2 separate regions of the Callithrix jacchus genome follow, and region 1 is linked to region 2. The links are chromatin contacts, called in public Hi-C maps. All regions are on one chromosome and are shown on one strand. Each heading gives the region's core, a stretch centred on a gene start, on an enhancer-like site or on the middle of the called end of the contact. The rest is flanking DNA. Distances are from core to core; before and after follow the strand shown. Region 1 has its middle 25 kb from the start of HIGD1A. Region 2 has its middle 7.2 kb from the start of CCDC13.

Evidence for each region. Hi-C and Micro-C count contacts between places; a contact is called where the count stands out from the background.
Region 1: a contact with region 2 is called in a Hi-C map of skeletal muscle, with 18 times the contacts expected there. The contact joins two enhancer-like sites. A contact is called at or near these places in 3 of 3 Hi-C or Micro-C datasets (induced pluripotent stem cells and skeletal muscle).

What each region holds. Positions count from the first base shown.
Region 1 is chr17:80,583,082-80,589,521 of calJac240_pri, forward strand. No RefSeq gene overlaps it. Among named protein-coding and RNA genes, the nearest start is that of HIGD1A, 25 kb to the left of the region's middle. Within about 2 kb of position 2,295, at least 5 of the 16 cell types and tissues checked have an H3K27ac peak or open chromatin away from gene starts, as enhancers often do.
Region 2 is chr17:80,538,865-80,545,874 of calJac240_pri, forward strand. No RefSeq gene overlaps it. Among named protein-coding and RNA genes, the nearest start is that of CCDC13, 7.2 kb to the left of the region's middle. Within about 2 kb of position 4,942, at least 2 of the 16 cell types and tissues checked have an H3K27ac peak or open chromatin away from gene starts, as enhancers often do.

The DNA.
Region 1 (6,440 bases), core at 1,045-3,544, 42 kb after region 2:
GCCCCGCCTGGCTTCCCCTCCCTCCCCTCCCCTCCCCACCTTCTTTGTCTTGCTTTGTCACCCAGGCTGCAGTTGGAGGGCAGTGGTGCAATCTCTGTTCACTGCAACCTCCGCCTCCCTGGTTCAAGGGATTCACCTGCCCCAGCCTCCCAAGTAGGTGGGACTACAGGTGCCCACCACCACACCCAGCTGATTTGTGTATTTTTTAGTAGAGAGGGGGTTTCACCATGTTGGCCAGGCTAGTCTCAAACTCCTGACCTCAGGTGATCTACCTGCCTCAGCCTCCCGAAGTGTTGGGATTACAGGCATGAGCCACCACGCCTGGCCAGCTTGTATTGTATTTTGATTTCAGATAAGGAAAGTCAGATCAAGTGACCATAAGAAGGTCACTTCTTTCCTCCCCTTCCTTTCTTCCACAATGCAGCCTCTGAAAGTGGCAACACCTTATTTATTTATGTATTTTTACCCAGCTGATGTTTTTATTTTTTGTAGAGACAGGATCTCACAATGTTGCCCAGGCTGGTCTCAAACTCCTGGGCTCAAGCAGTCTCCTGCCTCATCCTCCCAAAGTGCTGGGATTACAGGCATGAGCCACTGCACCTGGCCTGCCTTTTCTTTTTCTTAACAGTTTCTTTTAAAAAGCAGAAATTTTAAATTTTGATTACTTCCAGCTTAACAGGTTTTTTTTTTTAAAGTGGTATTTTTTGTGTCCTAAGAAATCTGTCCCAAGGTTGTGATTCTTTTCTCCTTCTAGAAATTTTCTAGTTACGTTTAGGTCTGTGATTCATTTAGACTTATTTTAGTGTGTGGGATAAAGTTAAAATCAATGGGTATTTTTTTCCATACACATACCCAGTTCTAGCACTCTGTGTTAATAAGACTCTCTGTCACTGAGTTATTTTTGCCATTTTTGTTGGTTATCAATTGAGCGTACATGCTAGGGGCTATTTCTGGAGTCTGGTCATTTCAATTGATTTGTCTTTTGTTAAATTCATACCACATCATATTGATCATTATAATGCTGTAGAAAGTCTTGAAATTGTGTAGTATACATTATTCACTTTGTTTTTCTTTTCCAGGATTGCTTTGACTATTCTAGCTCTTGCAGATCCACATCAATTTTAGAATCAACTTGTCTAGTTTTTTTTTTTTTAATGCCCTCTTGGTATTGTAGTTTTCTTTTTTTTTTTAAAGATGGGGTTTCACCATGTTGGTCAGGCTGGTCTTGAACTCCCGACCTCAGGTGATCCGCCCACCTTGGCCTCCAAAGTGCTTGGATTACAGGTGTGAGCAGGCATGCCCAGCCAGGGGCAACACGTTATTTTAAGGGGCACTAAAAGGAGTGTTTTCTGAGACATATTATTCTCCTAGTGCCCACCTGTATGTGAATGTTCTGGGAAGATCTGAGGGTGTGAGATTTGGAGAGATGAATTCATCTCACATCCTAGTTAGATACTTTATTCTGTGTAATTCAGGACAAAGACTGATGATTTTGGGGGCTAATCAGGGGATTCTTGTCAAGAATACAGTGTGATAAGGCTATCAAGACAGATTGCAAACTGTTTAGTAACCTCTGAAAATAGAATCATATGAAGTACAATACCTGCAATTCTGGCGGCACACATGAAATAAAACAGGAGGATAATGCAAGAGCAGGCCCAGAGTTGTATGGATTAGTGGACTAAATGAGTGACAGCTTTACCACAACCGTCACGCTCAGCTTTCACGGTCAGTTTAGGGCAAAACACTCCTGGGGGAGGGGAGCATCAAGCCATCTGACGTTGGAAGGAATTAAAGAATTAGAAAAGGAACAGCAAGTGTCCTGGTATAGGGTGGGCTTGAGCTGGGTGGAAGAGTGGGCGTTCTTCGGGTGGAGAGAAGGGGAGAAGAAAACGAGGGTGAGTAAAAGGCCACGGAGGTTGGAATGTGTCAGATGCACATTTCATCAATGCCAAGTGCCAGAAGGCGGCAAACCTGGACTTTGGTAGAGGCGTGGCACGGGAAAATTGCTGTTCATGGGTCAGCATGGGTGTGTTAACTTCCAAACAATGTCAGCTCACTGCGTGCAAATTACCCACATGACTCTGCTCCAGGCAGTAGCCCCTACTGAGCTAGTGACAAAGGTGAACCGCCTCTGACCCATTGTGAATTCTCTTCCCAAGATCAGGGGGGAGTGTTAGGCCAGGGATGAGGGCTGTGTCGCTTCCCCAGTTCCTACCAGGACATCAGGCCGGTGGCTCTTGGCTCTGCCGCTCATTCCCGTCACCTTTCCCACACATTCGGGCTCCCTCCGCTGGATCCTCCTGCGACTTTTCTGACGGGACCCTGCAGCTGTGCCCTCTCTAATGTTATAATAGGGACCCTGTGGCCTAGAGAGGAGTGGGGCTTGCCCTTCTTCCTGTGGCACACGGGTTTCACAGTTGGGAAGAGGAGGGGGACCGCTTGACCCCTTGCATCTGCACTCTGCCCTCTACCACGAGACTTAACTCGCTCAGTCTTCACCTCGTCATGCCAACTGAGAGGCAAGTGAGACACAAAACAGGATGTGGGAAAACTTGAAGGGGCTGTACCGTGACTGCAAAGGGCACCCTGGGATACACGTGTGGAGGCAGGAAGAGTTAGGCGCGGCAGGTCATCCTCCTTGATCCTGTTCTCAAAAGAAAATCAGCCCCCAAAATTCAGTTTCAGATCTCATATTCTGAAACTTAAACACTGAAGTGACAAACATTGTGATTCTTTCACAACTCTCTAATATTTACTAAACAAATATTGGAACTTGTTTTCAATACCTCCTTTCAAATACCCCTTATAAGAGGGTTAGGGGCTGGGCGCGGTGGCTCAGGCTTGTAATCCCAGCACTTTGGGAGGTCGAGGCAGGTGGATCACAAGGTCAATAGATCGAGACCATCCTGGTCAACATGGTGAAACCCCGTCTCTACTAAAAATACAAAAATTAGCTGGGCATGGTGGTGCGTGCCTGTAATCCCAGCTACTCAGGAGACTGAGGCAGGAGAATTGCCTGAACCCAGGAGGTGGAGGTTGTGGTGAGCCGAGATCGCACCATTGCACTCCAGCCTGGGTAACAAGAGCGAAACTCCGTCACACACACACAAAAAAAGAGGGTTAGTATCTCCTTTCCTGGATGTGATGAGGCTTCCTCTTTCCTGCCAAATACCCCAGACTTTGTTCTTCCCATGGCCATGTGGCAGAGGGGTCTTAGACTACTCCTGTATCAAAGGGAGTATGTCTTAGGAATCGGAGGGTGCTGCTGCTTAGCCTCTGATTTATTAGCACTTCTTATTTATTTATTTATTTATTTTTATTTTTTTCTTGAGACGGAGTTTCGCTCTTCTTACCCAGGGTGGAGTGCAATGGCGCGGTCTCGGCTCACCGCAACCTCCGCCTCCTGGGTTCAGGCAATTCTCCTGCCTCGGCCTCCTGAGTAGCTGGGATTACAGGCACACACCACCAGGCCCAGCTAATTTTTTATATCTTTAGTAGAGACGGGGTTTCACCATGTTGACTAGGATGGTCTCGATCTTTTGACCTCATGATCCACCCGCCTCAGCCTCCCAAAGTGCTGGGATTACAGGTGTGAGCCACCGTGCCCGGCCTATTTATTTATTTTTAATTAATTAATTTTTTTATTAAGAGACGGGGTTTCACCACGTTGGCCAGGTTGGTCTTAAACTCCTGGTCTCAAGTGATCTGCCTGCCTCAGTTTCCCAAAGTGCTGGGATTACAAGCATGAACCCCACGCCCGGCCTTTGATTGATAAACGCTTTTTCCTCTTCCCTCATTATGCAGTACAACCCCTAAACGTGGCAAAATCTTGTTTTAAAATTTTGTCTGTCCCCGCCCCTACATTTGGCATAGTGAACAAGATATGGAGCAATAGTGACTCCAAGAGGAGATGCGGTGTAGTGCAGGACAGAAGCTCCCACCTGGTGAAATCCTGTAGTGTCTTTTTTTTTTTTTTGTCACCAACTTCAAAGACCAACTGTAGTGTCTTTCTTGTCAGTCCCCCTCCCTGCCGTCCTCTCCTGGTGCTGTGGTCTAAGTCCTGCCTTCCCCCCACCCTTCTTTTCAGAAAGGCTTTGCAGCTTCAGGCAAGCATCAGAAACCGCATCTGTTGTTTGGAGGGCATGGCCGCCCTTTTATCCCTCTCTTCCCAGACCCCTCAGAACAGGTGTGCTCTATATTCCCTGGGCGAGATAGGTGTTCTGTGGATGCTCCTGTCTGCACGAGGAAGGGAACGCCAACCTCCCCAAGTCAGTTAATTTTGGTCCTTTTCTGTATGATTTGGGATTCGTGTACCAGAAATGACTAAGAATCTGTGGTTTTCTGAGAGTGATCCTGGGACTATACTTTCCTGAAATACTTAGGGCAAAAAAAAAAAAAAAAAAAAAAAAAGAAGAGAGAGAAGTAAAGAAAAAGAGAAACAGAAACTCTCACTGTGGCCAGATGGAGTCAGAGGTCTGTGAGAAGAGCAGGCTTAAGGAGTAAAAGGCTATCAGCGTGCAGTGAGATGGGTTGAAAAAAAACAAGTGAAAGGTGACACCTCGACCGTCACTCTCACCCGGAAGTTGCGAAACCTCCTTTAGGATGTTGGGAAAACTCTTTTCGGTGAAAAGTCTTTTATGGACCTGTTAAAATATTCCAAAAGCAAAACAGCAGACCCCTCACCTTTGAAGGAGGTGTGCCTTTTGTCACTTAATGCCTGCCTGCTTCAAATCCACGCTTCACTGCTCTCCTTTGCCAGCTGGCACGATGCTAAATCTTATCAGCAGGGGGCGCTGGAGGCCTGCTTTCTTTGGCCATGGCAGTGGTTTCTTGCCCTCCAGCCTCTGCCTGCTGGCCTCTCAGTTGCCCAGGACGCTGCTTGCCAATGTTTGCCCATGTTTCCTGCCTGCTGGCCTCCGCTGCTGTGCATGAGCTCCAGCTGGGCACCCCAGTGAATGCTTCTGCCATCCAGCAGCTGGAAGGAGGTTTGCATCCCATCTTGGTGGGACTCCCCTTCCCTTCCAAATCAGTACTTCCGTGAGACGCCGCCCTCTGCCTAGGATGTTCTTTAGCGTTCTCTTCGATGCCCTTGCAGTAGTTACTTCTCTTCAAATGGTCAATACATCTTTAGATTAAACTGTCCCTGTTCAAATTAAATTACTGTGGTTACTGTCTCCTGACGCTCCTTTCATGGACCATGACGTCAAAAATGCAATTACTGGAGACGGAACCATCCCTATTAGGTGAAAGTTTTGGTAGTTTCAAAACCAGTTCAACATACGGACACACAGGGGCCTTAACATCACTAGAAATTAAGAGAGGCGGAACCAGTTTATTCAGACAGAAATCCTATCTATGACTTTTGTACTTAGAATTGGTATTAAATCACTATATGATTTAATAGTAGTGAAATGAAACATTTACAAAACTTTGGAGACAGATTTCTGGAAACACAGAGATGACCCTCACCTTTCCTCTAGTAGTATCTGCACCAAAAGCAGCCTAATACCAGAAAGCCTCCATGTCTTAAGATGTTAGGACACTTAATTGTTAAAAATTTCATTGCCATCAGGCAGGACGCAGTGGCTCAGGCCTGTAATCCCAGCACTTTGGGAGGCTGAGGTGGGCAGATCACTTGAGAAGTTTGAGACCAACCAAGCCAACATTGGCAAGACCCGATCTCTAATAAACATACAAAAATTAGCTGGGTGTGGTGGTGGGCACCTGTAATCCCAGCTACTCAGGAGACTGACGCAGGAGAATCGCTTGAACCTGGGAGGTGGAGGCTGCAGTGAGCTGAGGTCACACCACTGCATTCCAGCCTGGGTGACTGGGTGACAGAGCAAGACTCCATCTCAAAAAAAAAAAAAGGGAGGGGGGATAGAGGCACATTGCCATGTGTGTATCTATGCAACAATCCTGCATGATCTGCACATGTACCCCAGAACCTAAAGTACAATAAAAAAAAAGTTCAATCAAATTGAGAAAATGGGAAAAGCTGCACCAGTCCATCCATCAGATTAGCGCACCCCATCACCACACACAGAATGCACAGCTGTGAATGACTCTAGTCCAGTACCAATAAGAACAGCTGAGCCACAATGTGATCCAGACGTGTCATTTTAATTTTTTTCTTATTTTTGAGACAGACTCTCACTGTCGACCAGGCTGGAGTGCAGTGGCATAATCATGGCTCACTGTAGCCTCAACTTCCTGGGCTTCAGCAATTCTCCCATCTCAGCCTCCTGAGTAACTGGGACTACAGGCATGTGCCACCATGCCCAGCTAACTTTGCATTTTTTGTAGAGACGAGGTTTGTCTATATTTCCTAGGCTAGTCTTGAACTCCTGGGCTCAAGTGATCTGTCTGCCTTGGGCTCCCAAAGTGCTGGGATTACAGGCATAAGCCACTGCATTCAGCCTAAGTCTTAAATTTTT
Region 2 (7,010 bases), core at 3,692-6,191:
AACAAAAAATAAAGAAGGGACTCAAACAGATAATTGTATGCCAACGTTCATGGCACTGTTATTCACAGTAATCAGACGGTAGAAGCAACCCAAGCGACCGTCAACAGATGAATGGGTAAGAAAATGTGGTACATATATTCAGTGGAGTATTCCTTAGCAAAGAACGGCATTCGGAATTCTGGTTGAACCTTGAAAACGTTATGCTACGTTAAATAAGCCAGACACAAAGGGCAACATTGTATGATTACATGTATATTAGGTACCCAGATGAACAAATTCATAGAGACAGAAAGTAGAACGGAGGTTGCTAGGGAGTGGAAGAAGGGGGAAGTAGAGAGGTTTTGCGGTTTTTGTTTTTGAGACAGGGTCTTGCTGTATTGCCCAGGCCAGAGTGCAGTGGCACGATGACAGCTCGCTACAGTCTCAAGCACCTGGGCTGAAGTGGTCTTTCTACCTCAGCATCCTCAGGTGTTGGACCACAGGCTGGCACCACCACACCGAGCTAATTTTTGTATTTTTGTAAAGATGGTATTCATTGCTATGTTGTAATGAACTCCTGGGCTCAACCGATCTACCTGCCTCCACCTCCCAAGTGCTAGGGTTAGAGGTGTGAGCCACCACATCCAACTGAAAGTTATTCTTAAAGGGCATGGAGTTTCTGTTTGGGCGGATGGAAAGACTTGCGGTGGACGGTGGTGGTGGCTGCACAGCGTTTGAGTGTACTTAGTTCCACTGTATTGTACACTTAAAAATGGTTAAAATGGTAATTTCTATATGTATATTTACCGCAATAAAGCTTTAAAATCTGCTGAGCATACTTGGGGGGGGGTCTAACGGCTTTTGTTCCCTAATCCCTAAATTAGATTCTCCCCACAGTTCCATGTAGTCCCAACTCTAAAGCGGGACCTTTACCCTTGCTTTTTTTTTTTTTTTTTTTTTTTTTGAGACGGAGTTTGGCTCTTGTTACCCAGGCTGGAGTGCAATGGTGCGATCTTGGCTCACCGCAACCTCCGCCTCCTGGGTTCAGGCAGTTCTCCTGCCTCAGCCTCCCGAGTAGCTGGGATTACAGGCAGGCGCCACCACGCCCAGCTAATTTTTTGTATTTTTAGTAGAGACGGGGTTTCACCATGTTGACCAGGATGGTCTTGATCTCTTGACCTCGTGATCTACCCGCCTCGGCCTCCCAAAGTGCTGGGATGACAGGTGTGAGCCACTGCGCCCGGCCCACCCTTGCTTATTTCTCTTAATGATAATAGTCACCAAATAGATTCCCCTCACTGAAATTCTCTCGCCCACAAACAAGTAAACGCAACATAAGTGGCGGTCCTACTCTTACTATGAGAAACCCAATGAATTGAACAGTCAGAAGTGGGAATGCCTGAGTTTTGACGCTGACATTAGCCAAGTCACAGACCTCAACATTCTTCCCAAAATAATAATAGTACCTTCATTATCATGAAAGTCAAATAGGTCACGGAAGTGCTTTGTAAATGTGAACTATTCTTTGGTTATCTTTATTATTTTAGTAGTCATACATATTACTGCAGATTTCGCTGTTTTGCCTGTTATTGGAAGCAAGTTTTACTACAGCTTAAAACAAAGGCCTCTTTTGGCTCTCTCCATTTCACAGCTCTCATTCTAGACCTCAGCTTTGCAGGCCCCAGATCCAATCTGGTCATTTTACCATGAGTATCTCTTGGGGCTAGACTTACACCAGTCACACGTAACTGACATGTAAACCAGGAACACTAAGCCACTCGTTTATATCTGTGGGTTGTGAGCCATGTTCAGGGGCTCTCCCTTCCCAGCTACAAGAGTCATCAGAAAGATACTGTGAGCATGCATTCAGAACAAACAGAAACAAACTGCCTAGAGATGTCTTTGGCCCAGAGTTAAGCCTTTTTAAATTGTTCTACTTCACAATCAGGAGCCCTATATAGATAAAAATTGTTCATTTTCTCCAGGTTCAAGCCCTTCTTGCTGGAAGCTCTGCCTCCACAACCTGCCATGGATTTGGGCTTTGGTAGCTAACAGCCTCCCAGTCTCCTCCAGCACATTTTAGTTTCACACCATTTTGGCTACAGTCACTTATTTTATCCATGGAACTATTTTGTCTAAGATGTGTTTGTATACACGTGGTCTCATTCATCATATATTGACTTTAACAGAAAACTCAATGTTCTGCCAGATTCGTCAGTCCTTATTACCCAGGGGCCTCTCTGGTATGTGAGGTCTAGCCTGGCTCTCCGCCGAGCCTTCAGCATGACGTTGCTCATGTATTTTTATTTTACCCTCAAATTTCTCAATTCCATTCTTGGCTCACATCATGGTCCTTCAAAACATTCGGATGAAAGTAAACTGATCCTGGTAATTATTCATTTCTCTCATTAACTAGGTCCCCAATTTCTGTGCACTTACTAGTATTTACCACTTCCACAGGAAAGACCATTTGTATGTGGGAAGCTCCGCAGCTTCCTTTCTACAAAGGCTGAAGCAATTAGCCAGGTGTGGTGGTGTGCACCTACAGTTCCAGCTACTCGGGAGGCTGAGGCGGGGCGGGGGGGATTGCTTGAGCCCAGGAGATAGCTGCAGTGAGGTATGATCACGCCACTGCACTCCAGCCTGGGTGACCGAGCAAGACCCAGTCTCAATTAAAAAATACATACCTAGGCCAGGTGCAGTGGCTCATGCCTGTAATCCCAGCACTTTGGGAGACTGAGGCAGGAGGATTGCTTGAGCTCAGGAGGTGGAGACCACCCTGCCCACCATGGTGAAATCCAGTCTCTACAAAAAACACAAGTATCCGCTGGGCGTGCTGGCCCACACCTGTAGTCCAACTTCTTGGGCTTCTGTGGTGGGAAGACCACTTGAGGCCAGAAGGTTTGAGCTCAGGGGGTCATCGTTGACAGAAATGAGTGAGGTAGAAGGGGCGCCATGGGGCAGACAACAGCTGTGGTTGTAGACAAGCTGAGACTAGGTAAGGACCATGACTCAAAGGTGTGATGGCAAAATTTTATTCAGTCTCTAACACTTCAGAATTACATTCAGGATAGGAAAAGACCTAACACCAACGTTGTAAGAAGCTCCAAATACTGCAGCAGGGACCTGTTCCTAGCTTCCTCCGAAGGGACCAACTGCACACTGGCCTCCGCCCTCGACTCACTCATTACGACTGAATTTAGGGGAAATTTTTCTAACTTTTGTCTTGCTAAAAAAATTCTTTCTTTTGCTTCATACAATGACTAAGGCGAAAGTAGGCTCTCTTTTCTCTAAGAAGGCAACTAGATTCATGAGCAGTGTGGGCTCTTCCATGAACTCATGTCAGATAAATCATTCACTGATAAAGTTGCAAACCAGGCAGGGTGCATGTCTCAGCTGCCTCTCCCAAATGTCCCTATTCTAGTCAAACAGCTTGCAAATGGAACCAAGTGTCTAAATAATACCTGAATCTCCACTATGACACGAGAACTTTAAAATACTTGATATTCACTCAGTGTTGTTCTGGTCTGGTAGCTATGATGTGATGAACTATAGATTTACATGGGTAGACAGCCTAAACTTCAGGTCCCTGAAACTGAGCAGCAGTTTTTCATCTGTGAGGCAAGAAGCATGGCCTACATTAACAACACTCCTTCCACTCCAAAAATCTGTCTGTGATTCCGAAGTTGAGTTTATTTAGGGGGATTTTAAGTATGGAGTCAAATTCCAACTCTTACCACCAGAGGTCACTGTTGTTCATTAACTAGAAATAGCACCTTCTAGGGACAGTAGGATCCTCAATGTAGAAGCCTCAACCCTTCTTATTCTACTCGTAGTTAATTTAAGAAACACTGAACACTTCTGTGTGCCAGGTGCTTTGGATAAGAAAGGCCATCATGCCCTCAGACAACTGGAGGAGAGGCATGGAAGCAATCACACACGTCAACACTCCAGTAACCTCCAACATTAAGCCACGGACTCTCACTCTCAGTGCAAAACCAACGTACTATCTCCTAAAGCAGAACATCGTTTCCTCAGGGAGATTTTGTCCGAGCCCAGCCCTGGGTCAGGTCCCCAGCTGGGCGTTCCTGTTGCATCCTATACCTAGTATTCATCATACTTTATTGCGCTGGGACTCAGAAATGAACACCCCAGAATAGGACGTTTTGACATGCTGGACTGAATGAAGATGCAGCCTCAAGGTCTCTCTGACCTCCTACTCCCTCCCCACCAAGAAGCTGTTCTTTGAAGCTCCCTTATCTGCTTGAAGTCTAGACCTGCCAAAGGGGAAAAAAAATTACCCCTGGTCCTTTCCCCGAGGGTTTGTTTTTTTCTTTTTGAGACAGAGTCTCGCTCTGTTGCCCAAACTGGAGTGCAGTGGCGCGATCTCCTGGGTTCAAGTGATTCTCCCACCTCAGACTCCTGAGTAGCTGGGACTATAGGTGCATGTCACCACGACCAGGTAATTTTTGTATTTTTTTTAGTAGAGAGGGGGTTTTGCCATGTTGGCCAGGCTGGTCTCAAACTCCTGACCTCAAGAGATCCGCCTGCCTGGGCGTCCAGAAGGACTGGGATTACAGGTGTCTGAGCCACCTCACCCAGCATGGAGTTCCCATTAATTTAACTCATGGCAGGAAGAGACAAAAATCTGTCAACATACGTGGACAGACTTGTCACAAACTGTTACCTGCTCTGTGGGCCAAACAGACTTTGTCTTAGGCCATCCTGTTCTCTAGGTCCCTAAAAATAATTGATTGTCCCTCGGATTGCCACATTTCCTCCATCTCCACTTCCCCTATGATGAAGGGTATAAACATGTATCCTCTTGGGTTACTGAGTAATCATTCTGCCATTCCCCCATGATACACACATTAAAATAATTCCATGCCTTATTAATCTGCCTTTTGCCAGTTGATTTTTCAGTAAACCTTCAGAGGGTGAAGGGAAAGACTTCCCTTGGCCCCTACGATGGTAATCACTTATTTAATGCCAGCCTTCCCTGCTAGACTATAAATTCTGAAGGCAAGGCTCACGTGTCTCCTGTTCTGCTGCATTCCCAGTTACTGCAGTAACAATGGAAACAGCAACCATCTATTGAGCTTACTAATGCACTGGGTGCTATGCTAAGTCCTTTACAGTATTTTATTTAATCCCGTAAATGTAAAATGATGCTGTCCCCATTTTACAGATGAAAACCCTGGGTGCTTGCTTAGGAGTGGCAGAACCATGAACCCAGGTCTCATTCAATATAAAATAGTACCTCATCCACCTGAACCAGCTAATATACCAATCTCTTCAGGCAAGCAATCTCACACATATCTCATGTAATCTCATTACTATCTTAACCCTTCACTTGTATTTCTCCCCCATCTTCTGCCATTTGTCTAGATCAATGACTCTCAAATTTGTTATTTAAACAAAACCAGTAGAGTACCCATCTGTTAGAATGAAAGTTTTCTGAAAATGTAGTGAAAGGTAAATACCAAGACCTGTTAGTTATTGGACTTGATAAAGGAAGAATTTGAGCAGCCAAGCAAAAAATCAAATCACTTATATAAGAAAAATGTCATGACTTTAAGCTTCTCTAAAGCAACACTTCAATATTCCAAAGAAAAACGTAAACTGAGAATTGTACATCTAGCTAAATTTTGTTTACTGTACGGGCTAGAGACTAACATATTTGACATGACAAAAATTTAGGAAAATTATTCCATGAGTCTTTCTTGAGGAAATTATTAAATCATTAATTTCAGCTGACTGAGAGATTACTGGGAATCTTTGAATTTCAAATATATTTAAACTGTGAAACTAAAAAATGTGAGGATGACAGAACAGAATGTAAATATTATATGTCCTCACAATGTAGAGATGATACAACAAAAATTGAGAGGAAGGGAAAAGAAAGTGGAAGTTCACTGAGAGCATGGCAGACGGGCAACAGAGCAAGTCAAAGCTAAGCTGACAAGTCAGAGAAGTATAATGACATTTAACAGTATACAAGTGGGTCAGTCGTGGTGAATCACACCTTTATTTCCAGCACTTTGGGAGGCTGAGGCAGACAGATCATTTGAAGCCAGGAGTTCAAGACCGTCCTGGCAAACATGGTAAAACTTTGCCTTTACAAAAAATACAAAAATTAGCCCAGCATGGGGGCGCATGCCTGTAATCCTAGCTACTCAGGAGACTAAGGCATGAGAATAAATTGAAGTGAGGAGGTGGAGGTTGCCGTGAGCTGAGATCATGCCATTGTAATTCAGCCTGAGCAATAAAACGAGACTCTGTCTCAAAAAAAAAAAAAAAAAAAGTACAAGAGTAAAGTCCAATAACCTTATTGACTAGAATTGGTTAGTAGAGGAGGAGGGAAAGAAGAAATATGCTAGACTTAAATACTGCTCATAAGGAATTATTAGTGACTGAAAATAAATAGAGTGCTATAATTATATGGATAATCAGCCAGGCACAGTGGCTCACGCCCGTAATCCTAACACTTTGGGAGGCCAAGGCAGGTGTATCACCTGAGGTCAGGAGTTCAAGACCAGCCTGGCCAACATGGTGAAATCTTGTCTCTACCAAAATACAAAAATCAGCCAGGCCAAAGCTACTCAGAAGGCTAAGGCGGGAGAATCGCTTGGACCCGGGGTGGGGTGTGGAGGTTTCAGTGAGCTCAGATCGTGCCACAGCACTCCAGCCTGGACAACAGAGCAAAACTCCATCTCAAAAAACAAATTATATGGATAATCAAAAGAACAAAAATTACCCACAAAAGAAAGGAAATACACCATATAGAATATTTTTCAAATGGTCGGAACAGAAAGCAGATGATTAAAGTGGTGAACAACAACAAAAAGACCATTTCCTGAAACCTGTTCTCCAGTTTGTTCCTCTACAGAGAGCTTCTCCTTCGTGAAATAAGTAAGACAGCGGGCATGGGTCGCTTCCTTTAATAATACATGTGCCATGTCATGATGGAATGTAAATTCAGTTCAGACAAGTGGAACAGCACTCTGCACTACAGAAAAGTTTGGGTGTAC